Regions from separate parts of the Mus musculus genome. Here region 2 is linked to region 1. A link is a contact called in public Hi-C data. All regions are on one chromosome and are shown on one strand. The core of a region is the stretch at or near the end of the contact, and the rest is flanking DNA. Distances in the headings are between cores, read along the strand shown.

Region 1 (5,252 bases), core at 1,981-4,480:
AGCCCACCTCTGAAACAAAATCAAACAACCCAATTCATTTCCCCAAATGTTTCAGATGCTGGTAAGGCCCCCCTGCCCCCTCTATCTTTAGACACCATTTCTCATTTCGCAGCAGTCTTGGCCCAGAGACGGAATGAGCTAATGAGATGACAGCTCTTCAGCACTGAGGTGTGAGCCAGCCCTTTTGTGGCTTCGGAACCCAGTGCTTCTCCCACTTGTGCGGGCTAAAGTGAGTCATTGTTGTGGGGCAGAATTTGCTGTGGGCTCCAGCACTTGCCAGGCTTGCTGAGCTATGTCTTGCTGCTGACATTTTATTTTATCGGCTCCCAGCATCACTGAACTATGAAAACATGGGCCATCTGTTCGGTACAGAGCACACACACATGAGCCTCTCTCCTGCACACTCCAACGCTCTTTCCTTTAGGTGTCATCCAGAGTTTTGGCCCATGTAGGAAAACCATAGAGAAGTGACATTTTTGAATTCTCCTTATCAGGTTAAAAACTCACCAGCCACCTGGTGGTCCCCTGGAAGAGGGCTACGACTGTCACCTGCATGTCATGGTTTTTCTACATAGTCCTGGAATAACAGGGCTCTTGAGTTTCCCTTTGGGTCAGGCTCTTCTGTGTGAGGTTGGAACTTTGGACTGAGTCTAGCTGGAGAAAGAATAGGAAGCTAAAGAAACGGGCAAACAAAACGTCATGATAAAAAGAACTCAGCCAGCCTGGGTGTGGGCTTAGTTCTACTTTGTAAATGACTCTCTCTCTCCCATCCCTCAGGAACACTGGTGAAGACATCCATCCAGGAATCAGGAGCTTTTTTACCTCCGGTAAAGAATAAATTCTCTGATTTGGTATTGCATGCAAGGGTATATACTAGTACACTGACGTCTTACAAAGCAAACAAAAACTGTTCTTTAAAATTCTTTGTGACAACTTGGTGCCTGTGCATAATTCTCCTGAGAACTCAGTGAACAGGAACCTTGAATATAACAAAGAAAAATTATGTTCAAGGGGAAGGCTTGAATGAGCTTTGGGATGCAGGGAAGTTCTGAGTGGCGGCTGAACTGTGTCAAGCCCTGGCTTTTGCCCGGGTGGAGCCTCTGCAGAGGAAGCAGTGGAAAGCCTCCATTTGTGCTGGCTTAGAAAGTTGATTCTTGGTGCTACTTCAGGCTTCTACAAGGGCATGTGACCCATCTTCTCTCTTTCAAATTATCTTTATTCTGCAAAGCTAAGACACATGTAAAATAAATTATACTTCTCATTCAAATTAAGTAAGAGTTGGAATAGCTATTTGTCTTAAACTCATTACTGTGACAGAGGAAAAAATTGACATTACTGGGAACTGTCAGCCGTGATGACTTTAGGCTGTGTCTATTGAGTGATTCACCTGCCAAAGGGAATGTTTAAAACAAACGAGAAGAAGAATGGATAAGTCTCAGAGAAGTATCCAGCATCTCTAATCCCTGCCTTTCTTTCTAGCACATCCGTGAAGAGACTTACAGGATGCAGAGCAAGCCCCTAGGAATCTGCTTGATCATTGATTGTATTGGCAACGACACAAGTAAGTGTAGAACCCCGGGATCCACTCCCTACAGCATGATCATGACCAAGCAAGGTGGATCTGTCAACATGGCAGATACCAACTGCAGTAACAAAGTACACTCTACTATGGTGCTTGCTTTTCAACCATGTCATTGTCTAGTGTGGATCGGGCTAAGGGAGCTTGTTATGTCATAGGGTCAGCCAGGGGTCCTGTCGTCCTTTGATGCCTTGGAGTCTGTAGAGTCCTCTGTATTTGACTGACTGACAGATGAGGGAGTAGAGACTGTGTAGCGGATCTCATCACAGATTTTAGAGAAAGGCCTGAGAAGGATGCACCTCATCTCTACCCACTTCCTATTGGTCATTACTTACATGGCTTGGGCTAACGACAACAGACATAGATAAATCAGTTGAGTTATGGGTTAGGAGGAACACGAGATGAACTTCGGGAGCACAACACTAGCTTTAAGTTGTGGAAGTTGGTGTGTCTTTGTGTGTCTTATCTGTGCATCCTGGATAATGTGGCTAAGGGTGGTCCTGGTCTGCAAGGGACATTTATAATGCAAGGCATTCTGGTTTCTAATATTGTCAGATGTTTCACTTCACCTGGATAGACCATGAAAGCCTTCCTTGGGGCTATTAAAAACATGGTGTCTGTGTTAACGTAGGGGTGTGGCTAGTGTTTGAACCACATGTGACTAAGATCTCCTCTCTGTTTGATCTACCTGTGAGCCTTCATTGTTTGGACCCGGTTGTTTGGCTCAGGTGTTGGATGTCTGGTGCAGACTGAACGAGGCAAGCCTAGATGCCTGGGATACGGCTGCATTTAATCACCTCTCCCTTCCTTCAGATGAGTGATCACTGTAGTTCACGACTTTCATGTCTCTCAACACTCCTTAGCATCAGTCAGAGAGATGCCTCACTTCAAATATTACCAAAGGGAGGTCTGTACAAAGACAATCTAAGAGAAGGGCGGATTAGCAAATATGAAATTGGATTTCCCAAGATTTCAGCTACAATCCCACTTTCTCATGTCCTATTTTGGTACATGAGAAATGTGTCTCTTCGCTATAGAGAAGAGTCCTTTCCATTTGTGATGGTTTGAATGAGAACGACCCCCATCGGCTCATATATTTATGTTCAGTCCTCTGTTGAAAAACCATTTGTGAAGGATTAGTAGGTGAAGCCTTGCTGGAGTACGTGTGACCTCGTTGGAGGAGGTGTGTAATTGAGGGGCAGGGCTTTGAGATTTCAAAAGCCCACACCAGGCCCAGTCTGCTGCCTGTGGATCAGGATATAAAGCTCTCAGCTATTGCTCCAGCACCATGCCTGTCTGCTTCCTGCCATGATGATAATGGACTAACCCTCTGAAACTGTAAGCAAACCTCCAATTAAATTCTTCTTTTATAAGAGTAGCCTTGGTCATGGCATCTCTTTACAGCAATAGTAACCCTAACCCTTAAGATGCCATTTTAGCTATTAGCATCAGTAGACAAATGAGGAAATAGCTCCTCACTGAGTCACTGACTGTTCTAAAGGACATTGTGGGATTGTTCTTTTACTTTTGATTGTAGTTGGCCTTGCTTCCTTCATCATCAGGAAATGTCTGAAGTACAGAGCTTTCTGTGTTGTACCCGTGTTTATGAGACTCATAAAGATCAAGTCACAACCTGCCATGAGTCATCAAGCCTCAGCTATTCATGACTAACACCCAGGGCCTGTGTTGGACGTCTGTTCCTGAGTTATGGGCAGCTGTATGTCTATGTGTGCATAGCTGTACTTCTCCCACTGTAGGAGAGCAGCAGAGTTGGGCCCTGGCAGTGATTGCCCGGATTTTAATCATGGCTTTGCTGTCTATCTTAGCTTGTGATGTGCGGGCTCAGTGTCTCTGCTAAAACGTGACTTCCTAACAGAACTTCCTTTATGTGATGGTTGGGAGAGTGAGATTATACTCATAAAGGACACAGGACAGTGTCTGGAATGAAATGTAAGCTAATGTCAGTGTAGTCCTTTCGAGGTTAACATCCTGGAGATGGAGTGTGTGACTAGAGGGGACCTGGCCCTACAGAGAAGGGCACGTCAGCTGCTCCTTCTCTCTGAGAGTCAGGGGTCTCTTGACTCATGCGCCTTTGAGAATAAAACAAGCTGCTGGCTTAGAGTCACTTATGGACTCTCCCAGCTCAGGTGGCTAATCTGCAGATAAGAGACGAGACGGTATGGGTTTGTTCAAATCGCTTTGTTTTGCTTTGGCGGCTGAGAGGTCCCAGTCCCTCTGTGAAGACAGACAGACAGACAGACAGACAGACAGACAGACAGAGAGAACACTTGCAAGTTTTTTAGAGGAAGTATTTTCTCCTCTGCTGCCGCTTCTGATATCTTTGTTATCTTTAACTGACTAAGACACACATTTGGTAGCAGACTTTGCAGTTTCCACTGTAGTGTCATGTGAAGAGACTTCCTCTTCTTACACTGACAGGCTAGGGGTTGCTCCATGCCTCCTTATGTGTTTTTTTTTTTTTTCTCCTTCTAACGGAACAAGTGGAACCTTGAATACACATTATTTTCTTGTAGTCACATTTATATAATAAGAACATTTGTGCACGGGGAAGTAGGGCGCTCATTAGGATTGGTCTCTGCTCATGAAGAAAAGGGGCAAGTGACACCCACAATAGTAGAGGGAAGTTGTGTTCAGAGGAATGGTAGACAAACCATTCGGGCCCCTCCTGGTTCTCATGTGATCAGTGCCCTGAGAATGGCTTCTTCCTGGGAACAGGAGTGTGGGATGAGGTACTCTTTGTTTTCTGGACATGTCTATCCTCTGGACTCAAGCAGCTATTTGCTTAAAAGCTTAATATTATTTTTAAAAATAATTTATTTTCATTTTATGTGCATTGGTGTTTTGCCTGTGTGCTTGTGTATGTGAGGGAGTCAGCTCGTGGTAGTTGTGAGCTGACATGTGATTGCTGGGATTTGAACCTGGGTCCTCTGGAAGAGCAGTCAGTGCCCTCTACTGCTGAGCCATCTCTCCAGCCCCAAAGCTTAACATTATTAATGAAATTTCTCTTTAAGGCCCTCACTTCACCAGGCCTAAACCTAGGGTGTATTTAAGAAGTGTGGGTCTATGGGCCCTTGTTGGAGGCCCTTGTATTTTAGAGTTTAAAAAGGTAGTGTGCTACATGTACATGTTCAGGGTAGCCCCTTTGACAGGTATGTTAATACTTAGGTTGCAAACCAAATGGATATTTACATGATATGGGATAGGAGTCTTCCTCTCCTGAGAGTCTTTCCAAGAAAATGACTTGGCAGAAACGACCCTAAGGTTGTTGAATGTTTGAGGTCCTAGCGCTCTGGGTGAGGGGTCATGGGTCTGAGTCCTGGCTGTCTTGGGCATACCAGAAAACTGTTTTGGGTTATATAGCATTGGTATTATTTTCTCCTGATACAATATCATCTGGAAAGAATTACCAGTAATCAACTTTGCATAATAAAGATTTATTATTATTATCATCATTATTATTATTATTGAGACAGGGTTTCTCTATGTAGCTCTGGCTATCCGGAAATGAACTTACTCTGTAGAACAGGCTAGCCTTGAATTCAGAGAGATCTGTTTGCCTCTGCCTCCTGAGTGCTGGGATTTAAGGCGTGCACCACCACTGCCCAGCAATATAGATTCTTAAAAGATGGTTTGTAGCTTTCTTCGAGTGTGT
Region 2 (4,958 bases), core at 2,139-4,638, 210 kb before region 1:
AGCTCAGAGACTGTCTCTGTCTCCTGAGTGATAAAATTAAAGGCTTGTACTATCACACCTAGCTTCAAACACACTAAAGAAATGTATTGATTTTCCTTAAAATCTACCCCAAACTAACAGTTTAACACTAACAGGAAACTCAATAGAAGTAAAACAGATATTCAAGAGGAATTACTACTTGAGTTTTGTTTTCAAAGTATAGGAATGATGAATTAAAAGCAATGCTTCAGCCAGTGTCATTCTTGTAAGAGTTTCATCAACTGCTAATATATGGCATTACTTTTAGTGCAAATACTTGCAACATACTAACAATCATTATATATAATCATCAAATGGGTTTACTTAGTTATCAAGAATGAGAAATAGACTGTTGTTCAGTTTGGATCCACTTGGGTTCCAAATCTATTCATTTTCTCAATTTCCTCCTTTCCTTCCTTCCCTCCTTCTCTCCCTTCCTTCCTTCCTTCCTTCCTTCCTTCCTTCCTTCCTTCCTTCCTTCCTTCCTCCCTTCCTTCCTTTTCTTGCATTTAAACAAGATGCATCTAATTGCTAGGGGTAAGATAAAAAGAGATACAAAAGGACAAAAGGGAAGGGCACATCTTCCACAGCCGCATCAAGAAGGATCTCTAAAACAGTATCAACTTTGGGGTCATTAGGTCATGCACATGCAATACTGTTAAAGTAAAGTCAATTTGGTCAAATAGGTGAGGAACTGAGGGTACACTTAGATTCTTACTGAGCATGCTCAAATTTCTAATACACCGAAGAGAAAGATACTTCCTTAAAATAGAAGGTAAATATTTTATATGTTTGATCTTTAAAATAAACAGAAATTATTGATCTCTTTTAAAGCTACTTACAGGTTTATTAGGATAAAGTTTTATAGTGGTACTCCAGGGCAATATAAACTAAACATTGAAACCATTTGGCTACAGTTCTCTTTTCCACAAAGCTCGCTCATATGACATTTCGTACAAAGCAGCAGGCTAATACCTTCCCGTCAGAGAGATGTGTTCTTTTTTACAGGTAGTGATGGAGCACAGAATTCTTATGTGCAAATAATTACATTGTAGAAACAAGGATATTGATTTGTAACACATTTCACTTCCATCTGGGAGCTTTAACCACTGTGTGTGTGTGTGTGTGTGTGTGTGTAAAAGTAAAGTGTAGTATGCTCAGGATAACACATTTACAGAGAAAAGATGTCAGTAATTTAACTTAATTAACACAACTTAATCCAGCTGATGAGAAGCCAGTCAATACCTGCATTCTCTGTTAGAGACTGGAAATACTTATTAATTGGAGACCCTAGGAAAACAGATAAGTGCCAGCTCCACTTCAATTTTTTAAATGTGCTTATATTTTAAAATTCTCTTCACAGACTTTTAAAGAATTAATCTTAATTCCGACTAAGAAGGCTCATGACCACTGGGTGCATTTTTTCTAATGTTAAGAGTAAACATGCTCAGTAATGAAAGTTTTGAAGCATTTGCAGACCTTTCCATCCAGGCCCCTGCCTTGTTAGTAGCCATGCCAAGCTGCTGTTTGATGACACAGGGATGCAGACTCCGGGCCAGCACAAATGGCAACTGAAGATTGTACCTAACCTGGTGCTAGGCATATGGGGAGGAGGGCTGCTTTGCAAAGAGGAGCTAGCACACCCAGGGGTAGTGGAGACACACACTAGAATGGAAAGGTGCTCTGCTTGGGGACAGAGAGCCAGGATCCTTCTCCAGCAACTGCCTCACTGACTTCTGCCTCCTCATCTCTGTCCTACCCTCTGTTGTGGCTGCTGCTGAGGTGGGCTCCGGCGAGCCATGCTCAGGGGTCCTGCGCACCAGCACCTCCCCCTCTTGCACACGTTTGATCCCTAGGTCAGTGGAGCCGTGTTGGATCGGGGAGCCAGGAATACTCGAGTCAGCCTCGTTTGAGAAGTCAAAGCCATCTGGGATTCAACATATAAAATTTTAGTACTTTTTGTGCTGCTCTGTTCTTTTCTGAGCATTCTGACCCAGGCAGATAAGAGAATGTATATATGGATATGATATTAACACAAACACTGTCTATATAGTTACATGTGTGTGCACAGCCTGCACACACATAAGGCAGCAGATGAACAATGTGAGGTTTGCAAATGAATGGGACAGAAAAATCAGGATCATTAAAATGACAATTTCTCTTAGGCAAGACAGCTTGACTGCTTATTACCATATGTCGATAAAATATTGCTGGGTTTAGCTCTTAGAATAAAAAAAGGAAATCCAAAAATCCAAAAATGAGAACCAATTCTTTTATGGATAGTTTGTATTATACTATCAGTTGGACCAGGCATATAGTTTTCTCCCACAGTGCTCATACATGCACCTTTTTTCCAGCTAATAGGCTTAAAGCAACTTTCTCCCTGTTTTTATTACTAGTTTTAAAAAAAGACAAATTTTGGCTAAGTCTTATTTTACATTTTATTATTAATTGAACAGTCTAACATCTTCCTAATTTCATAAACATATATATATATTTACATTAAAATAACTAAGCATTATCACATTTCTAGTACCATTTTTAAATGAAAATATTTTACATTAATTCATGAGCATTAATTGCTATCAAGCATTTGTACATTCTATATAAACAGTGGTAAGTTTACTTGAATCCAAAAGTAAACTATAGAAATTTTATACTTACCTTCTCTTCTCCATCTATGACGACGAATTGAAGCTGTTGTAATTGCAGTCCGAGAAATTCTCGGCACTGTTGGAGTGACTTCCACTTTAAGTACTTTCTGGCCTTCTTGTGAAGAGTCAGGTGCATCAAATGGTAATGAATTTTTCATGGCATTTGCCACCTAAAATGATAATATAAGTCTATATAAATTTACGACCAACACAGACTTTTAACCTGTACTATAATACATGTTTCCATTATTATACAACTTCATATGTGTAACTTCGTATAAAAGGACCACTGTGTCAAAGTGTTTATTTTTATTATTATGAATTTTTTCAGTAGGCTTTTCAAATAAAAAATTATTATTAAAATATGAGTTCTATACCCTACTGCATTCTTGAAGTTGTTGAGTTTCAAAAGGAAAGAGCATTCCAAAGAAAAATGTTTAATATTTGTAACCAAGATATAAAACAAGTTAGAATAAGTTCCTGCTTTTTCATATGATAAATAGCAAAAAACTTAATCTGTGATAAAACGGTAACATTTTCCTGCACTCCTGTGTATTATTCATGAGAGATTTTTCCCTAAATACATGCTGGCAGTATGTGTCCTGTGCCTCAAGGAGAAGACTGGGAAACCTGATTGGTAAACAGTTGTTATCTGACTGGTTTGTCTCTCAACCAGTAAGTAGCAATCCAGCAAAGCCACTTTGAGCTAGAGGAAGCTGTTTCAAGGCTTGAGGAATGTAAGCAAGGTTAAGTGTTTACACTAAGCCCTGGCCAGTAATATAGAGGACGCTGGTTTCTCCATTTTGTTTGGAATATAGATCTAGATATGAGAAAAATGCTACATAACAGTAAATTTATCTTGATCTTAAAATTAAAAATGGCACAAATAAATAAAATACCTTTAAAAAAACTATCCCAGGTAGGAAACACATAAACATTTTAAATATCACAGAATCACTACAGAATAACTGGCAGGAAACAAAAGTCAGTCAGGTGTGGAGGCACTCATAGTCACAGCACCTCCAAGACCAAGACAGAATTATAAATTCAAAGCCCGACTAGGAAGCATAAGAAGAAAGGAAAAGAAAGAAGGCAGATGAGAGAGGGCCCACATACAGTGAAACCACCTAAAATTACTAATATTTTGCTATCTCTTTCATATGTAGATTTAAGATACACACATGTTTTCCTAAGCTATTATTTTTTCTTTATTGTAAGTTCTCAAATATACAATTTCATTAAGAAAATACCAAACTTCAATTGTTCTCTGTTTTGAGAACACTTAGACAATTTTTATTTCTTTGCAATTAAAACAACACTGTAGGCCAGGTGGCGGCAGCAGCGCAGGCCTTTACTTCCAGCACTTGGGAGCCACAGGGGTTCCTCTGAGTTCAAGGGCAGCTTGGTTTTACAGAGTGAGTTCCAGAATAGTTAGGGCTACACAGCCTGTCTCAAGAATTCAAAAACAGAAAAATAAAAGTAACAGTAAAGTTAAACTTCTAGTACTTTTAATTTAATTTTATTTGTGTGGGTATTTTGTCTACACACACACACACACACACACACACACACACACACACACACACACACACACGTGCATGCTCACAAGGGCCAGAAGACTGTATCACATCTCCTGGAGCTGGATTTACAGATGGTTGGGAGCCACTATGCTGGGAATCAAATCCAATGTCCTTAGTCACTGAGCCACCTCTTCAGCTCTTTATAATACACTTTTAAGGCCTTAATTTCCATAGACACAAAGCTACATGTGGAATAAAGGATCTAAGAGAATAAGCACTCATTACAAAACTACTTCTGCAAAGGAATGGTTAGAGTCATATTATCATCAAAGCATAACAAATGCTTCATCTTCCCCTAACTTGTCTTTCATACTTTATTACTGCATATCTGTACACATGCATAATATGTATGTGGAGGGCTGTCATTATGCTTAGATGGAGGTCAGAGAACAATTTTAGAGTTGGTTCTCTCCTACCTTTATGTAGGTTCTGGGGATAGACTTCAAGCTGACAGATTTGCACGGCAAATATGACCCCACTGAGTCATACTGCTGGCTCAGCATTTGCATTTGTATTTGATTTAAAAAAAATACTTAGTGTGTGCATGTGAATAAATAGCATGAGTGTGGAGATCATAGGGCAACTTAACATAGGAGTTGAGTTCTCTCCTTCTACCATGAGGGTTCTGGGATTGAACTCAGGCTATCAGACTTGGCAGCAAGTGCCTTTAATCTCAAGCCATCTCACAAGTCTCCCACATGTTGGG

Evidence for each region. Hi-C and Micro-C count contacts between places; a contact is called where the count stands out from the background.
Region 2: a Hi-C map of granulosa cells shows a contact between it and region 1, with 1.9 times the contacts expected there. The contact joins two enhancer-like sites. A contact is called at or near these places in 1 of 15 datasets of contacts at CTCF or cohesin (large pre-B cells), 2 of 484 Hi-C or Micro-C datasets (granulosa cells and uterus) and 1 of 9 other capture datasets (embryonic stem cells).

The regions. Positions count from the first base shown.
Region 1 is chr1:58,739,486-58,744,737 of GRCm38.p6, forward strand. It overlaps Cflar (CASP8 and FADD-like apoptosis regulator), which reads left to right. Exons shown (of 10, transcript NM_207653.6): 7 at 778-827; 8 at 1,480-1,561. Among named protein-coding and RNA genes, the nearest start is that of Cflar, 29 kb to the left of the region's middle. Within about 2 kb of position 3,231, at least 174 of the 459 cell types and tissues checked have an H3K27ac peak or open chromatin away from gene starts, as enhancers often do. A contact at or near this core is called in granulosa cells, where this site is marked.
Region 2 is chr1:58,532,708-58,537,665 of GRCm38.p6, forward strand. Fam126b (family with sequence similarity 126, member B) reads right to left here. Exons shown (of 13, transcript NM_001310598.1): 11 at 2,683-2,842; 12 at 1,778-1,945. All of the region lies in intron 2 of Gm15834 (a long non-coding RNA gene), which reads left to right. Among named protein-coding and RNA genes, the nearest start is that of Gm15834, 30 kb to the left of the region's middle. Within about 2 kb of position 3,389, at least 3 of the 459 cell types and tissues checked have an H3K27ac peak or open chromatin away from gene starts, as enhancers often do. A contact at or near this core is called in granulosa cells, where this site is marked.